2 separate regions of the Mus musculus genome follow, and region 2 is linked to region 1. Evidence: chromatin contacts called from public capture Hi-C data. All regions are on one chromosome and are shown on one strand. The core of a region is the stretch at or near the end of the contact, and the rest is flanking DNA. Distances in the headings are between cores, read along the strand shown. Region 1 holds the start of Pklr (pyruvate kinase liver and red blood cell). Region 2 holds the start of Chrnb2 (cholinergic receptor, nicotinic, beta polypeptide 2 (neuronal)).

What was found. Capture Hi-C pulls out chosen DNA fragments and counts their contacts.
Region 2: a capture Hi-C map of macrophages shows a contact between it and region 1, with 3 times the contacts expected there. The contact joins the promoter of Chrnb2 here to the promoter of Pklr in region 1. A contact is called at or near these places in 7 of 39 promoter capture datasets (the C10 cell line, embryonic stem cells, hippocampal neurons and 4 more), 2 of 115 datasets of contacts at active chromatin or transcription factors (bone marrow-derived macrophages and large pre-B cells) and 2 of 9 other capture datasets (liver and macrophages).

What each region holds. Positions count from the first base shown.
Region 1 is chr3:89,134,179-89,137,645 of GRCm38.p6, forward strand. It overlaps Pklr (pyruvate kinase liver and red blood cell), which reads left to right and starts at 1,964. Exons shown (of 11, transcript NM_013631.2): 1 at 1,964-2,104; 2 at 3,046-3,228. The coding sequence starts at 2,005.
Region 2 is chr3:89,762,813-89,766,279 of GRCm38.p6, forward strand. It overlaps Chrnb2 (cholinergic receptor, nicotinic, beta polypeptide 2 (neuronal)), which reads right to left and starts at 1,820. Exons shown (of 6, transcript NM_009602.4): 1 at 1,531-1,820; 2 at 408-553; 3 at 198-242. The coding sequence starts at 1,594.

The sequences.
Region 1 (3,467 bases), core at 714-3,213:
TCAGAGAAAGATGACTTCCTCCTGTCTCTGTGCCTCAATGCTGGTTCTGCAAGGACGAGTAGATGGACATTTGACTCCAGAGCAAAAGAAGTCCCCCATCTACCGCAGGGCCAGCAGGATACCTGCGACGTGCCAGTGTGGCCCAGCTGACCCAGGAGCTGGGCACTGCCTTCTTCTCCATGTTACACTCTAAGTACTGAAAGCCTCTCTTACCAGCACAGCTCCGCAGTCATTCTGCTCTGTCTGCCTGTCTCCAAAACACATCTCACAGACTTCTCCCCTCCCCCACAGTGCCACCCAGGCTAGCCTGTCACCTCCCACCCTGATCAACTCCCAAGACTCACCTCTGTCTTCTGAATCCATGACTGTTTACATCGGTCAGCTAGAGCTACCTAAGACCTAACTTGAATTATATTATGTCCCTGGCAGCCATACCAGTGGCTCTTTGCTCAGGCGCCCAGGTTTACCATGGCCACGTCCCCCTAACCAGTTTCTCTTACACAAAAAGCTTTTGTTCCTCAGAGTTATGGGACATATGCAACCTACAGGAAACTCTTTCCTCTGCTGCCCCTGCTGCCCCTGCTGCCCCTGCAGCCCCTGCTGGTGCCTTCTCATCCTTAATAGCTTAAGCATAATCACATTAAAGAAAGCCTCATCTTATTTAAGAGGTGCCTAAGATACACCACTGTCCCACCCGGCCACCCTGCCCAGTCCTATGATCCATGCCTGACACCCCTTACCCAGTTTAAAGTATTTATTTATTTGCTAGTAGTCTGTCATTTCCCCACACACACTATATTAAAACCCATGGAGGGCGAAGGTTCCATCTTTCTATCTGCTTGACTCCCACTGTATCCTCCAGGGTTGTCACTGGCCATTGTCATTGTCATAGTGTCATGGAAGCCTTCCTAGAGAATCCCACTGTTCTAGCAACTTTGCTGAACTTGTAAAGTCACCCAAGAATGGGGTCAAGAGAATCCCCAGTCTAGGGTCATCTGGGATATGGAAAAAAAGTAAGTGCCAGGTGGCCCGTCTGTTGGTTGGGGTAGTTATAGGGAATTTTGACAGCAGGACTGCAGCTTATGCTCATGGTGGTCAGCAAGGCAAGGTCACTCTCCCTGGTGCCTTGGTAAAAAGTGAGTTGGGTGCGATGTCCCCACGATGGCTGAAGAACTCCCCTGTGCTCAGGCTTCCTGTGTTTACTAATATGGTTCGTCAACATCAATCTAAACAAGTTTATCAATTAGTGCCTAGAACTGTTTATAGTTTCATCTTTGGATTCACAGAGGAACAGATGCGAGAAACTGAGATACCCTCTAACGTCTATCAAAGGGTTCCCCTCTGCCAGGTGGTGGTGGCGCACGCCTTTAATCCCAGCACTTGGGAGGCAGAGGCAAGCAGATTTCTGCGTTCGAGGCCAGCCTGGTCTACACAGAGAAACCCTGTCTAGAAGAGAAAAGGAAAGGAAAGGAAAGGGAAGGGAAGGGAAGGGAAGGGAAGGGAAGGGAAGGGAAGGGAAGGGAAGGGAAGGGAAGGGAAGGGAAGAGAAGAGAAGAGAAGAGAAGAGAAGAGAAGAGAAGAGAAGAGAAGAGAAGAGAAGAGAAGAGAAGAGAAGAGAAGAGAAAAAAAAGTTCCTCCCTCTTTTCCACAATCTAGTCCCCACATTCAAGCTCTTGCTCTGAGAATATACCTAAGATTCTTGTCAATAAAATACAAAGAGAAAAGGATTGTATCACTGGCGATGAACTAGTCTCTATTGAAGCTGATGGACTGACAGTATGAATGGACTAAAAATTGACCAGGAAAAACGGATGACCTAGGGGAAGGGAAGATGTGGGGACTGACAACCGACAGCCCTCCAGAAGGGACTCTGTGTGGGGATGGGGCTGCCTACTGGGTGTGCCTCTTTTCTATTCTCTGGCTCCTGCAGATAAGACCAGCAGTTAGGGTACACTCTCCTCCCAGTCTGTGGTTCTTGCAGCCCCAGTCCCACACTTTGGAAGCATGTCTGTCCAAGAGAACGAGCTACCCCAGCAGCTCTGGCCCTGGATCTTTAAGTCCCAAAAAGACTTAGCAAAGTCTGCTTTAAGTGGGGCTCCAGGAGGTAAGAAGAGGAAGGGAAGCCACTGAACAGAGAGGAGAATTAGGGTAGAATCAGTGTTGGGGGTGGAGGCCTTGGGGGAAGGATGCCCACTACAGCCTCTGTTAAATTTGATTTGAGCCTTTGATCCAGGCTCTGCAGACAGGCCAAAGGGGATCCGGCAGCATGGACGCCACGGGGCACTCCCGTGGTTCCTGGACTCTGGCCCCCAGTGTACAAGGCTTCCATTGGCAAGAGAGATGCTAGCTGGTTATACTTTAACCAGGACTGATCTCGTCTGTGCCAGGCCCCATCCCACTGACAAAGGCAGAGTATAAAGCAGACCCACAGACACAGCAGGTACGCAGCAGTATGGAAGGTGCTCTACTGAGCCGGGCTGGGTCAAGCTACGGGGGTTTCCCCCACAAGGGGGCAGGCAGGGGATAGAGCCGCACTGTATAGATGGAGGGAACTTGGAGGGGAGGGAAGTGGGGAAGCCAGAGAGTTGCCTGGAGCTAGAAGGAAGTAAACAAGGAAAAGTAACAGAGAGATTCCAGGCCTAGAGAATGAGATGCCTTGAGACTTGAGGGAGGCTTCTGGGGGTGCTGAGGCTGAGTGGTCTGCTGGGGGGCGGGGTGGGGGAGGGTCTCGGTAACTGGGTCCGTAAGGACTCAGCTTTGAGCTAGACCTAGATTTGAATCATCTTCCTTGGAAGATGCCCTTTTCTTAGACAGTGCATTTTCTCTCTCCGTCTTTTTCCTTCCTTGTAAAGTTGGGAAAGAGCACATCTAACAGCCTGCTCCATAGAACCCTGGAGACTAAACAAAGTAATGTGTGACACTCAGATTGAAGGAAGGCCTCCTCACACAGACCGGAGGGCTGAATAGACACAGGGTGCACTGGCAGGAAGCACATGGGGGATAGGCGATTGTCTGTGCAGGATCCTGAGTCCCCATCTACCGCAGGGCCAGCAGGATACCTGAGACGTGCCAGTGTGGCCCAGCTGACCCAGGAGCTGGGCACTGCCTTCTTCCAGCAGCAGCAACTGCCCGCAGCTATGGCGGACACCTTCCTGGAACACCTCTGCCTTCTGGATATCGACTCAGAGCCTGTGGCCGCTAGGAGCACCAGCATCATTGCCACCATCGGTAAGACCACCCAACCCTGGGCCGCCACACTGGGCCGCCTGCATGACTCTGGTGTCTCCTTACTGTGCTATCTTTGCCATGGTCATTCATTCAACAAATATTTGTGAGATTTGCAGGTGTTGTTGTTGTTGCGGGTGTTGTTGTATTTGCTTCTTTTTCTTTTTCTTTTTTTTTTCTGAGACAGAATCTTCTTATGTTGTAGCTCTGGCTGTTGGGCAGGCAGGTCTCAAACTCAGAAA
Region 2 (3,467 bases), core at 570-3,069, 630 kb after region 1:
TCTCTATGAGTTCAAGATCACAAAGTGAGTTCTAGGTCAGCAGGACTACATACTGAAACCAGACTCGAAATTAATTGATTAAGTACAGTGCTGGTGAGTGGCCCAAATAAGGATTTGAACCCAACTATTCAGGACTCCTCTCTGAAGGAGATAAGAGGGGAAGGAGGGAGGGGATGTGGGTAGGAAAGAGCACTAACCTGGGTCAGCCAGACGTTGGTGGTCATGATCTGCTCCCGCTCGTGCTGCAGGAAAACAGGGCAGCTGCTGAAAAGGTGCCCCAACCCAAGTCCTCAGGCCTGCCACCACCCTGGTCTCTTCCACCCTGGAAGCACCTAAGGAAACTTGTGTATTAAACCTTTCTGACTGGGCTGACTATTGTAACTAGAATTTTCAAGACCCACACTTACCACACTGATGAGCTGTGCCAATGATACCATGAGCTGTACAGTCACCAGCTCAGAGCCATTAGTAGCTGGACGGATCAGCTTGTTATAGCGGGAAGGATCCAAGAGATGCTCCACCAGCCGCTCCTCTGTGTCAGTACCCAAAACCCCTGGGCAAGGGAAGGCAGGAAGTGAGTAAACAGAAGGGCTCAGAAAGGCCCACATGCTCAGGGAGTCTGGAAGTCATAGCCTCTTACAGTCCTGTGCTTTAAGGATACTGCAAATTTTTCAATTATGTCACAGAACCACAGAGTTGGCCGATTGTCTTTCATAGATAAGTCTCTCCCTGAGACCACACCACGAGTCCAAACGCTCCAAAGAGACACCATTCTGCAAGGACTAATGGGGATTTGTTTCCCCCAAAAGGCATCAGAGAGACAAGGCTTGAAGTCCTGCCTGCCTCCGTGAGTTGAAACAGAATATTGGGACCTGCCTGACCTGTGGGTGCAGGCTCCTAGCCTTTTGTGTTGTCATTCTTTTGTGCATTGCCTTGTTCTGGCCCCTCTCCCCATCCCTACTCTTCTGTGCCTCTGCACAAAGCCCCCTCTTCTGGACACCCCACAGAGTTCCTCAGTCTGGCATTTTCTACTCTTCTAAGTTTTCTGTCCATCCTAAAAGAGGTGGGGGAACTCACCCCTCTCCCCTTCCTGCCTTGTCCCTCTCTGTGGGGTGACCCAAATCAGAATCCTGATGAAGGGAGTGGGAAACGATGGGGAGCCAGGACTCAGAGGAAGGTTGACACCTCTAACAACCAGGTCATAAAAAGTCAGGCGTTATCTCAACCCTCTTGCCATCTCAGAAGCCTCTTCTTTCCTCTTTGTGCTCATTTGCTTTGTGCTCTCTGCAATGGTCAGGTTTCCACCTCTCCCAGGTTTCTCGCCTGCGCCTGCGCCTGGGTCTTCCTTCCAGATCAGTTTTCCAGTGTCTCCCTGCAGAACGACCCTGGCTGGAGTCTCTCCCCATCCCCCAGCAGGCTCCTCCTCCGCTAGAGAATCCCTCGTTTCGCCTTTTGTCCTAGCAGGGGTGGCAGAGCTTGGTGCCCTAAGCCACTAGCTGAGGCAGTGGAACCTGGCCGGCCAATTCTTACCTGAACACAGCCAAAGGAGGCCAAAGCTGAACAGCAGCGCCATAGAGTTGGAGCACCGGGCCATGCCGCCTGCATAGCGCGGAGCCTCGCTGACACAAGGGCTGCGGACGGAGCGCTGTCCGTGGTGCTGAAGCCGCGCAGCCGCCTTCACCCGGGTGGGGCTCGCGGCCTCCAGGGCTGAAGTGCCCACTGCGCGGCAGTTCCTGGAACGAGGGGGAGGTCCCGGCTTCTTGCCGGTCCCGGCTGCTCTTCTAGGGAACACAAGTGGAACTACTAGGGGAGGAGTCTCCGCCCCGGAGGCGGAAGCGCGGGATCCCAGGGAAAAAAAGGTGGTCCCTGTGAGGGGACCTTTGACTGGGCCTGCCGAGGTGGGGTGTGCTTGAGGCGAAAGCGACCCCACTGCTCAGAGTTCAAATGCTCCGAAGTTGGGGCATGACGTGGAGAGGTTTGAGCAAGACTGGGAGGGTTGAGAGTGGGAGGGAGACAAGTAGGTCAAGGCTCTCTGGACATGGGGTAGGTTGGGGGCGTTTCTGTTTTCCTCTATGTTCTTACCCAAACTGATGATTCTAGTTTTCTGGAAAGCTAAGAGTATAGCGGAGAATATGCACATTAGGACCTTGGACCTACTTCTTTAGTAGGCAGCAGGGTGCTGTCTAGTTTTGAAAAGCAAATTTCTCCGGAGTTCTGGAAGAGAGTCTTTTCACCTGCCCCCTTCTCTGCTTCCATAAGCTCAGACAAGGCCAAGATCTTGCCATTCTCCTGGGGAATCTAAGCTAGATAGGTCTAGACCTCCTGAAAAGAAGGTGGCCTTGAAAGTTCTGAGATCTGCATAAGCAACCAATATCAATGGTTCCTTCCACGCTGTGTTCTGGGGAGATCAGGGGACCATTTCACAGAAAGAATGAAGCTAACACAAAGAGAGCAAAGATGAGAGAGGTGTCAAAACTCAATGACATCTTTGATCTTGAAAGCCCTGAACTTTTAGCTACTGAGCCCATAAAGGACCTCTTTTTTTTTCTTAGTGGATCAGTGGTCACTTTCAACCAAAAAGATTTCTGTCTGAAGCAGACTTAGCAGACAAAAGGCTTCGCTTCATCTCGTCAATGCCTGTCTCAGCTCCACATTCTAGCTATTGACGACGTCTTTAAGATCCTTGACTATTTAACCCCTCCTAGCCCTCGGTCTTTTAAACATGTAGTTCCCTCCAGCTCTTTTATCACCCCAGTGCCCCTACCTACCTTTTACTTAAACTTGAGTGTTTTCAGGAATTCCAGTTCCTCAGGGAATCTGTGACTGACAAAAGATTGAGTTAGGTACCTTGCCAGACTCTTCTAGAATGAAACACTTCTATAGCAACCACTGCCTTTACAGTCAGAGTATGAACTAGCATAGGGCCTGGCTTGAGATGGGGGCTTAACAGGAGAATTGTAATGCACGATAGACATATCTTAATATGTATAAGTTCAGGCAGAAACAACTTATTTAACAAATGCCCAGTGCCATCACTATCCAGGGGATAGTGATACAGCTTGGTGACAGAATGCTTGCCTAGCATGTGCAAAGCCTTAAATACAATCACCAGCATGGAAGAAAAAGGGCTTGGGGAAGAGCCTGAGAGGAAAAGGCAGCAAAGCACAGGAGAGGAAGCAAGCTGACAGGGAGAAGAACAACCACAGTGCATGTGAAGGTGGACTGAAATCTATGCCATAGGTCCAGGGCAGGGTATGTGTGTGTACAATAACTAATTCAGAAAGAGATCTGAACACCAAGAAGTGAAGCCTAGCAAGAAGGCAAAGGGTGTGTGCAGTCACATCACAGTGAAGCCTAGCAAGAAGGCAAAGGGTGTGTGCAGTCACATCACAGTGAAGCCTAACAAGAAGGCAAAGGGTGTGTGCAGTCACATCACAGTGAAGCCTAGCAAGAAGGCAAAGGGTGTG